Linked DNA regions of Mus musculus: region 1 is linked to region 2. The links are chromatin contacts, called in public HiChIP or PLAC-seq maps. All regions are on one chromosome and are shown on one strand. Each heading gives the region's core, a stretch centred on a gene start, on an enhancer-like site or on the middle of the called end of the contact. The rest is flanking DNA. Distances are from core to core; before and after follow the strand shown.

Region 1 (6,735 bases), core at 2,839-5,338, 130 kb after region 2:
CAGTATACCAGTATCATGCAGTTTTTATCACAATTGCTCTGTAGTAAAGCTTTAGGTCAGGCATGGTGATTCCACCAGAGGTTCTTTTATCCTTGAGAAGAGTTTTTGCTATCTTAGGTTTTTTGTTATTCCAGATGAATTTGCAGATTGCTCTTTCTAATTCTTTGAAGAATTGAATTGGAATTTTGATGGGGATTGCATTGAATCTGTAGATTGCTTTTGGCAAGATAGCCATTTTTACAATGTTGATCCTGCCAATCCATGAGCATGGGAGATCTTTCCATCTTCTGAGATCTTCTTTAATTTCTTTCTTCTGAGACTTGAAGTTTTTATCATACAGATCTTTCACTTCCTTAGTTAGAGTCATGCCAAGATATTTTATATTATTTGTGACTATTGAGAAGGGTGTTGTTTCCCTGATTTCTTTCTCAGCCTGTTTATTCTTTGTGTAGAGAAAGGCCATTGACTTGTTTGAGTTAATTTTATATCCAGCTACTTCACCGAAGCTGTTTATCAGGTTTAGGAGTTCTCTGGTGGAATTTTTAGGGTCACTTATATACACTATCATATCATCTGCAAAAAGTGATATTTTGACTTCCTCTTTTCCAATTTGTATCCCCTTGATATCCTTTTGTTGTCGAATTGCTCTGGCTAATACTTCAAGTACTATGTTGAAAAGGTAGGGAGAAAGTGGGCAGCCTTGTATAGTCCCTGATTTTAGTGGGATTGCTTCCAGTTTCTCTCCATTTACTTTGATGTTGGCTACTGGTTTGCTGTAGATTGCTTTTATCATGTTTAGGTATGGGCCTTGAATTCCTGATCTTTCCAAGACTTTTATCATGAATGGGTGTTGGATCTTAAACATAAAAAAATATTATATCACCTTAGGTATACCGGTCAGGCCAGCACAAAGTCGAACAGCTTCTAAGTGGGGAGTGAGGATGATTATAGGAAAGGCAGAAAAAAAGATGCAAGAGACAGAAATGGGAGGGCTGCAGGTCATTACCAGGCCAGCCACAAGTTTATTTCTCATGGTCTTTTCATAGTACATTATCGTGGGAAGCAAAGCCACAAGCTAACAGAAACAATTTGCTGAAGTATACACAAGACATTTATTCTTATCCAAAAGCCTCCCTGTTCCTTCCACCAAGGTCAATAGAATCTTCCACCCCTTGCTTTGGGCCTCACATGTACCTCCTCTTATCCTTCCATGCCTCAACGGGACTGGAAATCTGGCAAAAGACCCGGACCTGCCTTGACTCTGCCTGGCAGGCAGATCTCTCTCTCTCTCTCTCTCTCTCTCTCTCTCTCTCTCTCTCTGCTTCAGAGAAGTGGCAAACAACTCCTGACACTTTACACTTAAGTAAGTTTTTCTAGTTTTTCTTTCTACAACACATAGAAGCATTGGGCACTGTGACCAAATGCACATGCATATATAGATAACATCAAACCAATTAAAGTTTCAGAGAATTGTCTTTCTCATCTGTGTTGCATGCTACCAAGTGCAACACTCATTTTGTCTGAAAACTTTTATTTTGTGACATTTAAAAAAAAAAAACTTGTTGTGACCCAGTAAATTGATTTCACATCCCACCAATACCTTGGAAACCACAGCTGGAAGAATAAAATAAAACCTCTCCTCGCCAGGCGTGGTGGCGAACGCCTTTAATCCCAGCACTCAGGAGGCAGAGACAGGCAGATTTCTGAGTTCGAGGCCAGCCTGGTCTACAAAGTGAGTTCCAGGACAGCCAGGGCTATATAGAGAAACCCTGTCTCGAAAAACAAACAAAACAAAACAAACAAACAAAAAAACCTCTCCTCAAGATAAAGGTACTTTAATCAGTAATTTTCTTCTAAGGGATTGTTACTTCTGCCCTGGAAGTGAAAATATTTATATTTAATGGCTTGTTTTTCCATGCCTTGACTCTGATGCCAACAATTTTATTTTGATTTAACTTAGTTTTATCTTGATGTCAATGGTTTTATCTTAGTTTTGTCTTGTTTTCATTTGTGTGTTAGTGTATATGTTTGTGTATGTGCAGTGTGTAGACTTGCTGGAGGGCAGAGACACATCATGTACCTTCCTTGATGGCTCGGTACTTTTGTTTCTTTGTTTTGAGATAGGGTCTCTCACAGAACCTGTGCTTTCCTGATTTTGTGAGAGCCACTGGCCAGGAAACTCTGGGGATCCTCCTGCCTTGGTCTTCCCAGGACTGTGATTATAGACACACACCAGCAAGTTCAGCTTTTACATGGGTGCCAGACATGAAACTCAGGTCTTCATGCTTGAGCAGCAAACATGTCTGAGTTGTCTCCCTAGTCCACCAATCTTTTCAAAATGCCATCAACTAATAAAAGTTTGTATCAGGATGCAGAAATGTGGATTATTACATAAAACATCCCTTTGGTTTTATTTCCTCTAGGAAAGTATAATGTTTACCTGGCATTTATAAAACCTGATGCCTTTTTGGATAAATATGCACAATTAACTCTCATCAGGAGGCTGTTATGAGACTGACAATAAATATTGTTCTCATAAAAACTTAAATTGGAACTCGATTTCTATTCCAATCAATAAGTACTACATAGACTTCCTACTCTACCAATCTGCCACTCGTTAACCTGACAATAAACACTAAAATAATGACCTCCATTTGAAATTCTAGCTTTTATGGAATTTTATTGCTGTGGATAAGATAGATGGAGAGAAAGTAGAATAAATTAGAGCCAAATATTTTCTTTCCCCTTTTCAATATCTAGTCTTTATCTGCTTCCATCCCTTGCCTTCTAGAGTATGGCTCCAGAATCTATTTCTCTTCCTCCCTCCCCCTTCTCTCTCTCTCTCTCCATATATTTAAAAACCATGACCCTGCCATGCCTTTCTTTCCTTCAACACTGGTACCATCTGCCTGTGGCCAAGTTCTTGTCTAGCCTCTTTTGCTTAGTTATCATTTGACTCCCTGGCTTCATGGGATACACAGGAGGGGTTAGTGGAGGAGGTGACTGAAAGGGGAAGATTTAGTTATCTCTAGCAGTTCTTCAGACCAGGGCCTGTGTGATGCACTGGAAAGGAAGGCATGGGAACAAATCTGTAAATCTTGGGTAGACATGGGAATGGGCCAAATGGAGGAGGGAAAAAGATGGCCTTGACGTCTGGTTTGGGTAAGCTTGGGAAGATGGGAAGAGGCAGGGACCCAGGAAAAGTGGTGACCTTGTCTTCCAAATGTTCTACCTCTTTCCCAATAGATGCAGATGGTTTGGTGGTGGAACCTGGGTTAGAGACGTAGATAAGGCCGTCTATAGTGAAGCTGTTGTTGAACTCACAGATATAAATCACAAAATAATAAGATGCATTACCATGGGGAACTTGGGAAGGAACTAGTGAGGTCAATGTGTGGACTGGAAGCCTTTTCAAATAAAACCCAAGGAGTACTAAATGGATCATCATTAGAGGGGGTACTCTGAGTTGTAAGAGAATTTGGACACATAACAAGGACAATTATGTTATTAAGTTATTACGTATGCACTTATAAGTTATTTTTACTAAATGAAAATATAAAAAAATCATTTCTTAATTATACAGGCACTGAAGTCTTGCATCATTAACCACATATTTAAAACAGCTTTGTATCACTTACAAAAACAATTTAAAATATCATATTATTTAATTTCCTGAGTCCCACTGTCCAACTGCCTTGTACCCAAGAGTAACCTGTTTATTGTCTCAATTAAACACATCAGAGAGTGTTATTTTCCATTTAAAATAATTTAATTCCAGGGAAATGAGGTAATTCATGCAACTATACTCACCAATTCACTATCGAAAGTCAAAAATTAAATTCTAATTTTAAAAGCCTAATTGTTTCTTTCCCTTTTCTTTCTCAAGATACAAATACAAAGAGAAGAAAATTAAAACCTAGCTCTATGTGTACAGTATGCCGGGCAGGCAGCAGGCCATTAAGAGATAAGAAAGAAACGAATAAAGATGTTAAATTATTAGCTTTGAATTGAATAACAGCAGAGCCCCAAATGACAACTCATCCGCTAGCCAAGAAGGGTTATGAGTCACTCTCGGTCCCTCACCGGCAGCTGGCAGATGTAAGAAGAATGAAGCAGAAACCTCAGATGCCGAGTTCTCTCTCAGGCACGATCTCTGCCTCCGTTTTCTGGGTTGGGAGGATGGGAGTGGATCAGAACTGGTGCTCCCACAAGGCAGCACCTCTCATTGTCAGGGGAAGGATGGTGTGAGAGCCAACAGAAAGGAATTCAAATTTGGAACCAGACCTCACCTGATATATTTTAATTGATTGTCATGTGATTGTCCATCTGTTTATAATTTAACTGTCTTTTCTTGGTATGAGAAATGCTTTTGTGCAGGGTGGGACCCAGGCTCCTCTCAATTTCTATACAGAAAAAAAGGATTTCTATCTTTTCATTGCTCTGCCGAGTAGCTTTCAACAGGCATTTGACAAAAGGGCAGGGTGCAGATTTACAAAGTATCAACCGATGCTAAAACAGTGTGGGTATTTTATGGCCTGTAAAGCTCTCACTATTAAGTATTTTTTGGGCTATGATAATTTTAATAATAAAAGCAGTAAACTACTCTACCGACTGGAGGGTTAACAAACTTTTAAAGTTAGTTGGGATTATTTTAAATCAAATTACACCGTACAGACTAAATCCAAAATACTTGGCTCCAGCTATAGTTCTATGATTTATTTAAACATGACCATTTAGATGATTTTCAGAAATTGATGCTAGCTATAATTGTGGAGCAAAATTATTGGGCCTCCAATTTTCTAGACAGAAAGAAATTATTTTCTTTCACTTAATATGTACTAATATTTATTGATCCAACTTGAGTCTCTTGTGTGAATATGACTGTTTATTAATTTATCAAAAGTAGATATGGGACATTGGAACTGTATTTTATTTGGGGAAAGAACAGAGGCTCTCGAGTTTTATTTGCACAAGAAGCATCTGGAGAGCCCCAACCTTACCAGACCCATGGGAGCAGGACTAAAATTTGAGATTTGTTGTTGCTGTTGCTGCTGCTGCCGCTGCTGTTGTTGCTGTGTCACGTGTAAATTTTGACTCAGGTAATCCTGGAGTGCATCAGTGTTTGAGAACAATGTAAATGGTCCAGTCCACAGGCCAAGTCATCTTACTCACTACCTATTTTGTAAAACGTTATTGGACTTTAGTTACGCCTGTCATTTTGATTCTATATATGGCTGTCGTCACACTGTAGTCGAGACAAAGAAGGTTGGCAGCAGGCTTGAAAATATTTACTATCTCACATTATAGAAACATTTTCCTGACTACTGAATTATACATAATATAAAGAGACAATACTATTACAGATCCATTAAACTCATTCATTCATTTATTCATGTATTCGCTTTATGTTGTGTCCGGCCAGCAGATCACAGCCTGGGATCTAGTCTGGAAAGGCATTTTGGAAATCTGGAAGAGAAGAAGGGCTAGGCAGGCAAGAAAAGGATGCAGCTAAGAGACATTTTGATCAAAGCTCAATTTTACTATTCCAACACACAGTTATGAAGGAAGGGAAGGGGGGCTGATTCCCGCTAAATAGTCCTGGGGTCCAGTAGCAGGGTGACCACGTGTATGGCTCCGAAAAGCAAAGCGGCAGGTTCCAGCAGTGGGCATGGCAGAACGATTGAGCGGCAAGCTCCATCCAGGTGTAAACAGTGGAACCATTAAGGCTGGGGGAGGGGAGGCTACAGCTTTAGACAACCAGGAACTACAGGTCACAGATTCTAACAAGGTGGGACATCATAAAACATATCTAACATATCTATAATCCTGTACTTGAGAAGTTGAGGAGACGAACTCTGCTTTAAGGTCAGAGTGGTCCAGTTAAAGACACCTTGTCTCAGAAAAAGAAAAGAGGAAAGAGGAAAGAGAGAGAGAGAGAGAGAGAGAGAGAGAGAGGAAATAGGAAGTTTTAAAGGCCTTTAGATATTAACTTCAAGTTTCTTTAAACCTTGCAATTGTTTCAAATAAAGAAAATAACAATTGAACTGGAAAATATAGTTTTTGTTTCTTGTTTTTTGTTTTCAGATCCCAGGGCCTTGTACCCCATTTGCCAGACAACAGCTTTATTAGTGAGACAAATACCCAACCCTGGAAAATATGTTTTGAGGATAAGACGAAAGTTGTGGAGATTTACTGATGTTTCAACTTAGTGTGGTGGAATGAGTCATCACTAAACTCAGCTGTATAATAGGTGTCATAGAAATTTAGTAGCTCAGTGATTCAGTAAAATTCAAATGTAAGAAAAGTAAACATACTTAGGAACAGATTCATCTCAAGAGGGAATAGCATCAAGATTTTTAGGGCCTTAGAAGTGTTTTGTATTCAGCAAAGCTGGGCAGTGAAGAAGAAAGGGGACTAATCTTTAAGTCTGTCTAGACAGACACAGCACATCATAAAGCAAGGATGCTTTCTGGTGGTACAGTATAAGAATTTGCCGAACTCATATGAAGCATCTTGAAATGCGGATAAATGTGGAAGGCATTCCAAACAAGAGATATGCTTAAGTGAATGGAAGGACTGGGCTATAGCAGCCTTTGATTTACATAGCTTGAGGTCTTCAGGGCACACACAACCCTTCCCAAGCTTACATAGATCCCCGCCCCCCCCCCAACACGAGAGCCTATAGGAGATGTTGAATTGACATCACAGGGAACTGTCAGCAGAGAAGAGAGACTG
Region 2 (6,332 bases), core at 3,634-6,133:
AGTGGAGAGTGAGCAGTTGGAAGGGAGGGCTCCAGGAGACTGATATACACCATCTAGTCCAGAAGGCAGAGCTTTAGAATTCCTAGCTTGCAGTGTGTGGTGGTGGTGCTGGTGGTTATGCTACTGCTGCTGCTGGTGGTGATGGTGCTGCTGCTTCTGCTGGTGGTAGTATGTTGGTGGTGGTGGTGCTGCCGTTGCTGCTGGTGGTGGTGTGGTGGCAGTGCTGCTGCTATTGGTGATGGTACTGGGGTTGGGGGTAGTATTGGTGCTGCTGCTGGTGGTAGTATAGTAAAGCTTGCTCTGTCGGGAGGGGCTCTTCTTACTCTCATTAATTTACTTCTCTAGTTTGTCTTGACCCACCTGCTTAGCTGTACACTCTCTGGTAGACAGGATGGTGGGTCCTTGAAGGGTTCCTTTGTTGTTGCATTCTGAATTCTAGCTGCTTTTTGACTGGGAGACTGATCTTTCTCTTTTCACTTTGAAGAGGGTTCCCCTTGTGCCCCACATCCTCGGCATCCCTTTTTGTACCAGCGCTTTCGCTTAGCCATGCCTGAGCCATCTTTAGATAGATACATGAGAGACACTAAGCCTTTAAAAACTAATGAGGTAATGTTCATTCAGATTAAGCCAGGCAATCTACCAGGGCTCTCTGGTCACATTTAAAGGCTCCCCTTTTCTTATCTGAATACTGCCTCCTGTGCTTGTTGAGTTCCACTGTTTTTGTGGTTTGAACTATAATCTGAGACAGTGTCCATGTTTATGGTGCCTGAAACCACATTTAACTGTTGTTTTCTAGGCCCAGTGTAGCCACCTGCGGCCATGTGAACTGGGTTCCCTGAAAGGCGGGCTGGGGCTGAAAGAGATCAGACATAGAGAAAAGAATGAGGCCAAGACAAACCTTTCTGTTTAAAGCCTCTGAAGTTTACTGAGAGTCCGTGCTTATAAAGAGGGTAGGCCCATCCCCCGCCAGCCCATTTTTGGTGCCTGGAGCCAGCTTGTAGGTGATCTATAGGGTGTGTCTCTGGAACGTCTCAAGGACCTTTCTGCAGGAAGCAGAGTCTTGGAGATGAGCAAATAGAGCCATCAAGGTCAGAAGGCTCTACCTGCTGCAGACTCTCTTTGGTCCCTGTCTGCATAGAACAGATCTCTGGTTGCAGATGGACAAGGAGTCAGCGAATGACAGACAGACGCAACACAAGAGGTTGTGTAGAGTCTGAATGTATTTTCACAAAGTGAACACCAGTCTTATATAATACAGAAAATAAAGGGGGTAGGATGTCACAGCAGGCAAAGTACATTGAAATTACCTGGCACAAAACAAAGGAATGACTTCAAAAGGACTTACAGGAACCAGGTAATATTTACAGTAAAGTTAAAACCTCCCTGCCTAGGGTCAGCTAAAGACAGGTAAGGATTTCACACCCTAGTCACAATTTGTGCTACTCCTTTGAGCCTTGTGAAAGCTAGCACCAGGGGGTTCTGCTCTAGCAGACCTTCTCATGAATAATGCAAACCTCCTATTTCCTAGGCCTCGATAAATTCTTGTATGAGTGTAACTTTTAAGTATCTGTGGAGAATCTCCATTTGTCAGAAGAATTCACCAACTTGCTTCTAATATGCAGTATAGCCTGCTATACCTGGCTGTAGTGAAGATTCCTGTCTCAGTGGGATTCCCCAACTCTTTCATGGTAAACCCACCTATTCGCTAGACCATAGTGTATTCCCTTGTCTGGGTAAGACTGGCTATTGTCCTAAGTAATCACTCTACAGACCAGCCCTGAGCTATTCTAGCTCCATTCTTTGTAATGCCTAGTTAGTTTCACTGTTTCTACTAGAAGTAAACTTGAATGTTACTGAATAGATGACATTCTCACTGAATTCCTACTGAATTCCAAGTTTGTCGGCTTCAAGGATTTTCTAGGATGTTGGAACACTGGCGAAGGCTTAGCTATGTCAGAATTCAATCTTTAAAGGCACTTATACTAAAATAATACTAAAAGAGAGCACGTGGATCCATACACCAGACTAACGTGGGGGTAGGGTATGAGTATATGGGTTATGAGAACGCCAATATTCTAGGAGGTGAGTTTCTCTGAAACTCTTTGCCTTGTGAGTGCTCCCAGGCCTCTTGGCCTGCCAAGCAAACTTCACTAGAGTATGCATAGCATCTACCCTAGGTAATCTCCTTCTTAGTGGCAGCAAGGTCAAAGTCTGGATCAGCCTGCTTCAAGGCTGAGGGAGGCTACAGCCCAGTGAGCCTGTGAATATTGGGCATTTTTGGTGTCCAGTAGTCCCCTCTTGGCTGGCTGGGGACTGAGTGGGTGTGGTTGTAATGTGTGCCCCTAAAGTGTGTGTGTGTGTGTGTGGGGGGGGGTGAGCTGCACACACCTGTGGTCTCCAGAGCCAGGCTAGGTCCCCAAGAGCTCCCTAAAACAGACCTCTGCTTCACCCAGTCTGCTTTTCCTTTCTCCTGTTGTATTCATTCTACTACTACATTTCCACAGCCACGGGGAACCTGTCTCACCATCATATCTTCCACTGTGCTCAACTAAAACTTGTGAAGTTGTGAGCCAAATCAACCTTTTCTCTTAGGTTGTCTCTACCATAGGTTTGATGACACCAACTAGAAAAGTGACTAATGTGTGTGTGAACGTTCATATCTGTGAGTGCTGTGCTACAGAGGCCAGAGGTGAACATTAGGTGTCCTTTTCAATTTTGGGGAGGCAGGATACCACACTGACCCTGGAGCTCATTGACTGGTAGACTGAACTCAGGTCCTCATGCTTATGTGACAAGCATTTTTATTGGCTGGGCCATCTCTCAGTCACTAAAGTCCTAATACTATATTCATATCCATATTGCGTTCTTAGATATGAAGCAAATGCCACCATTTTCTTCTCAAGTCTACTCCAAACTTTTAAATGTACATCAGCTCCAGTCACTGGAGGCCAGTGGAGGGGCCTCCCCATGTTACCAGCATATGCAGAGTCTGTTTGCTGAGGTTTTCTCCTATGTTCTGGCGCTTCAAAGACCATGTTGATCTGTATATTTATTTTCTAGGTCACTGCAACAAATTGTCATATGCTTGGTGGCTTGAAGTAACAGAAATAAATATATTTCCTTCTTGAGATATAAATCCAAATCAAAGGTTAAGAGGCTAGTGCTCCCTGTGAAAGGAGACTCATCCTTGATCTCTTTCAGGTTCACACGGCTCCAGGAATTCTCTGTTGTGATTTCAAGACCCTCATATCTGCCTCCATTTTCAAGTGACTGAGTCTGGATTTCCCCCTTTTCTATCTTTTTAAAGGATACCTACTACCTTTAGAGGTCGCCTAAGAAAACCAGGCTGATGTCCCTCTAAGAACCTTAATTGTTAGGGCCAGGGAGATTGCTCAGTGGCTCAAGCTCTTACTGCACACATGAGAGGATGACAGCTCAGAACCGCAGGACCTATGTAAGTGCTGGGGTATAATTTGGTAATTTTAGAACTTGGGGAAATCCCCACAGCAAAAGACTAGCCCTGCCGATGAGTCCTGGATTCAAGTGATAGACCCTGTCTCAAAAATAAGGAAGAGGGCAATCAAGGAAGACTCCTGCCATCAGCCAGGACCTTCCATATACAAGTGTGTACCTGAACAAACGTGTGTACCTGAACATACATGTGAACACAAACACATTTAGAGAGAGGATCTTTTTTCTCCCCTTCTCTTTTCTCTCTTGCTCTAGTCCTGCTTGCTCCGGGCCACACTCACTCTGGACCATAGGTTGTTTTGTTTCTCTTTATGGATGATTGTGAGCCACCATGTGGTTGCTGGGATTTGAACTCATGACGTCTGAAAGAACAGTCTTAACAGTGCTGACTGTTGTCTTAGTTATGGTTTATCATTGCTGTGATGAAACACCATGACTATAGCAACTTCGGGAGGAAAGGGTTTATTTTGTTATACTTCCACATCACAGACCATCACTGAAGGAAGTCAAGGCAGGACCTGAAGCAGAAGCCATGAAGGGATGCTACTTCCTGGCTTGCTCTTCCTGCCTTGCTCAGCCTCTCACCCTGCTTTCCTCTTTTTCTTTCTTTCTTTCTTTCTTTCTTTCTTTCTTTCTTTCTTTCTTTCTTTCTTTCTTTCTTTCTTTCTTTCTTTCTTTCTTTCTTTCTCTCTTTCTCTCTCTCTCTCTCTCTCTCTCTCTTTCTTTCTTTCTCTCTCTCTCTCTCTCTCTCTCTCTCTCTCTCTCTCTCTCTTTCTCAGCCATGAAACTTTATTTGTAGACCAGGGTAGCCTCAGATTTACAGAGATCCCCCTGCTTCTGCAGGTCCTGGGATTAAAGGTGCAGGCCACCATGCCCAGCCTCAGCCTCTTATAGTTCCGAGGACCACCAGCCCTTGGTGGCACCACCCACAAAAGGTTGGGCCTTTCTTCATTAATCACCAATCAAGAAGCTGCTCCTCAGGCCAATCTCATGGAGGAATTTTTCAACTGTTGTTCCCATCTCACAGATAACTCTAGCTTATAGCAAGCTGACAAAACAAAACAAACAAAAACCAAAAAATATCCCCAAACCAAACAACAATAGACCCCCAAAACAAAACAACAACAAAAAACCTCCCAAACTTGTAAGTTCATTGATAAGGGAGAGGCTTTGCAAGCATGGGGACTGGAATTATATCAGAAATTTCTGTACCTTCTGCTCAATGTTCAAGAAGCAAAATCAAAACTGCTCTAAAAAACCCACTAAACCAAATACTAAAATAGTAGGCAATCAATTTTGACCTAGTGACCTCCTGAGTAATTGCCAATTTGAGTCATGTGGTATTTGGGTGAGTAGTCTATAATCATGCAACTCTCCTAAGGTTTGAGTCTCTAGATGAGGCACTCTTAAGCTGACTCATTTCCTTGTATGTACATTGTGTTCAGAAGGCTTAGGTGAGGTCTCTGGACAGAGAGAGGAGAGCTCAAACTGCAGAAAATGTCTGAGGCCATTTTAAAATTAGAACCATGAAAGGGAAGGTTCTGGAAGTGAGATACATATGTGCTGGAAGGACTGCCTCAAGTTTGCATGACAGCAGCTCAAATGTGCGAAGGGTTTTGGTCCACACCAACTGCTCCAACAGAAACAGGCCAGCTGTGTCTGCTATGGACTTGCCAGATCCCTTGGAAGGAGGGTCTTTCCCGGAACATGGAGACGACGTTGCATCTTGCCTGGGACTCTGTGAACTTTCTAGCAACGGCTTGCTCATCTGGGTGCATCTTGAAGAATCAATTATTTGTTACGGGTTTGATAGTCCTCTTTTATGCTGTAGTTGGGACTCTGTAACTCTCATTAAGGACCCAAATTGAAAGAGTTTTCCTAGTTGGGCCATAGCTCCTGTAACTGATTTGTTCTCTTGGCACAGGACAGTGTGTTGTGTGGTACTCTCAGGGCGATAGGAAAGGTGGCAGGCACAAGGATTCCTGGGTTGGAAGGCCCTTCCTTCTATTTGCCACAATTGCTAAAGCACTATTTTAAAGCACTGTGTTCAAAAGCCCCAAACTGGTCTATATTTGAAACTGTGTATGTGTGGATTACTTTATTTCTTTTTTTCTAGATGGCTTAACAAGAGCTAGACTGTTGATGAGTCTAACGATTAGAAACTGTCTCAGAATTCCTCACACAAACATGCTAGGTTCAGTTTTGAGCTCTTAGCACTACAAAACGTGTGGTGTTTAATCTAGCAATCTTACTGAAAGACTATGAAACTATGAAGGACATGAAGGGAAGATAAATGTGTGCTAAGAAATGAAAGAAGTCAGGCTCAAATGCTTTTTATTCTATGATCCCACTTATATGTCATTATAAAAGGGACAACTTTTTTATAGTAAAAAGGCTGGATTTGGGGGAAGTATTGACAGGTGCCAGACTCATACATTAGGTTTGTAGTTGCTTGTTCACAGATGGCCCTAATTACAAGCCTCAGAGTTTGCATAAGGCAAACTGGTATATTTATATCCTTTATATCACTATCAAATTGTCATCCCAGAGGCAGCCTTCAAAGTGGCTGAGTGTGTATCATCAGTATTGTGGTGTGCTGTGTGTCTGGAGACCAGAGTGGCCTCAGGAGCTCAGCTCAATATTTCCCTTCCTTTCGGCTATGTCCACCATCACACTCCTTCCTTTAGAGCCAAACTTAGATGCTGTCACATCACTCTTGAGTAGCAATGAAATTGTCCTCATTTACACAATCTGCCTCTTTTTTTTTCTTTTTCCACTACAGAACAGAAACCCTAGGGCTATATATGTTATTGTTGTTGTGTGTTTGTAATGAACACATTCTGAATCTTTGCTTGAAAAAA

Evidence for each region. HiChIP or PLAC-seq counts read pairs in DNA pulled down with a chosen protein or histone mark.
Region 1: a CTCF HiChIP or PLAC-seq map of the NIH/3T3 cell line shows a contact between it and region 2, with 11 read pairs. The contact joins two enhancer-like sites. A contact is called at or near these places in 1 of 15 datasets of contacts at CTCF or cohesin (the NIH/3T3 cell line), 1 of 484 Hi-C or Micro-C datasets (nephron progenitors) and 1 of 9 other capture datasets (pancreatic islet).

The regions. Positions count from the first base shown.
Region 1 is chr15:34,701,378-34,708,112 of GRCm38.p6, forward strand. No RefSeq gene overlaps it. Among named protein-coding and RNA genes, the nearest start is that of Nipal2, 26 kb to the left of the region's middle. Within about 2 kb of position 4,089, at least 6 of the 459 cell types and tissues checked have an H3K27ac peak or open chromatin away from gene starts, as enhancers often do. A contact at or near this core is called in the NIH/3T3 cell line, where this site is marked.
Region 2 is chr15:34,566,473-34,572,804 of GRCm38.p6, forward strand. Nipal2 (NIPA-like domain containing 2) reads right to left here. Exons shown (of 11, transcript NM_145469.5): 11 at 6,327-6,332. Among named protein-coding and RNA genes, the nearest start is that of Gm22208, 38 kb to the left of the region's middle. Within about 2 kb of position 4,884, at least 11 of the 459 cell types and tissues checked have an H3K27ac peak or open chromatin away from gene starts, as enhancers often do. A contact at or near this core is called in the NIH/3T3 cell line, where this site is marked.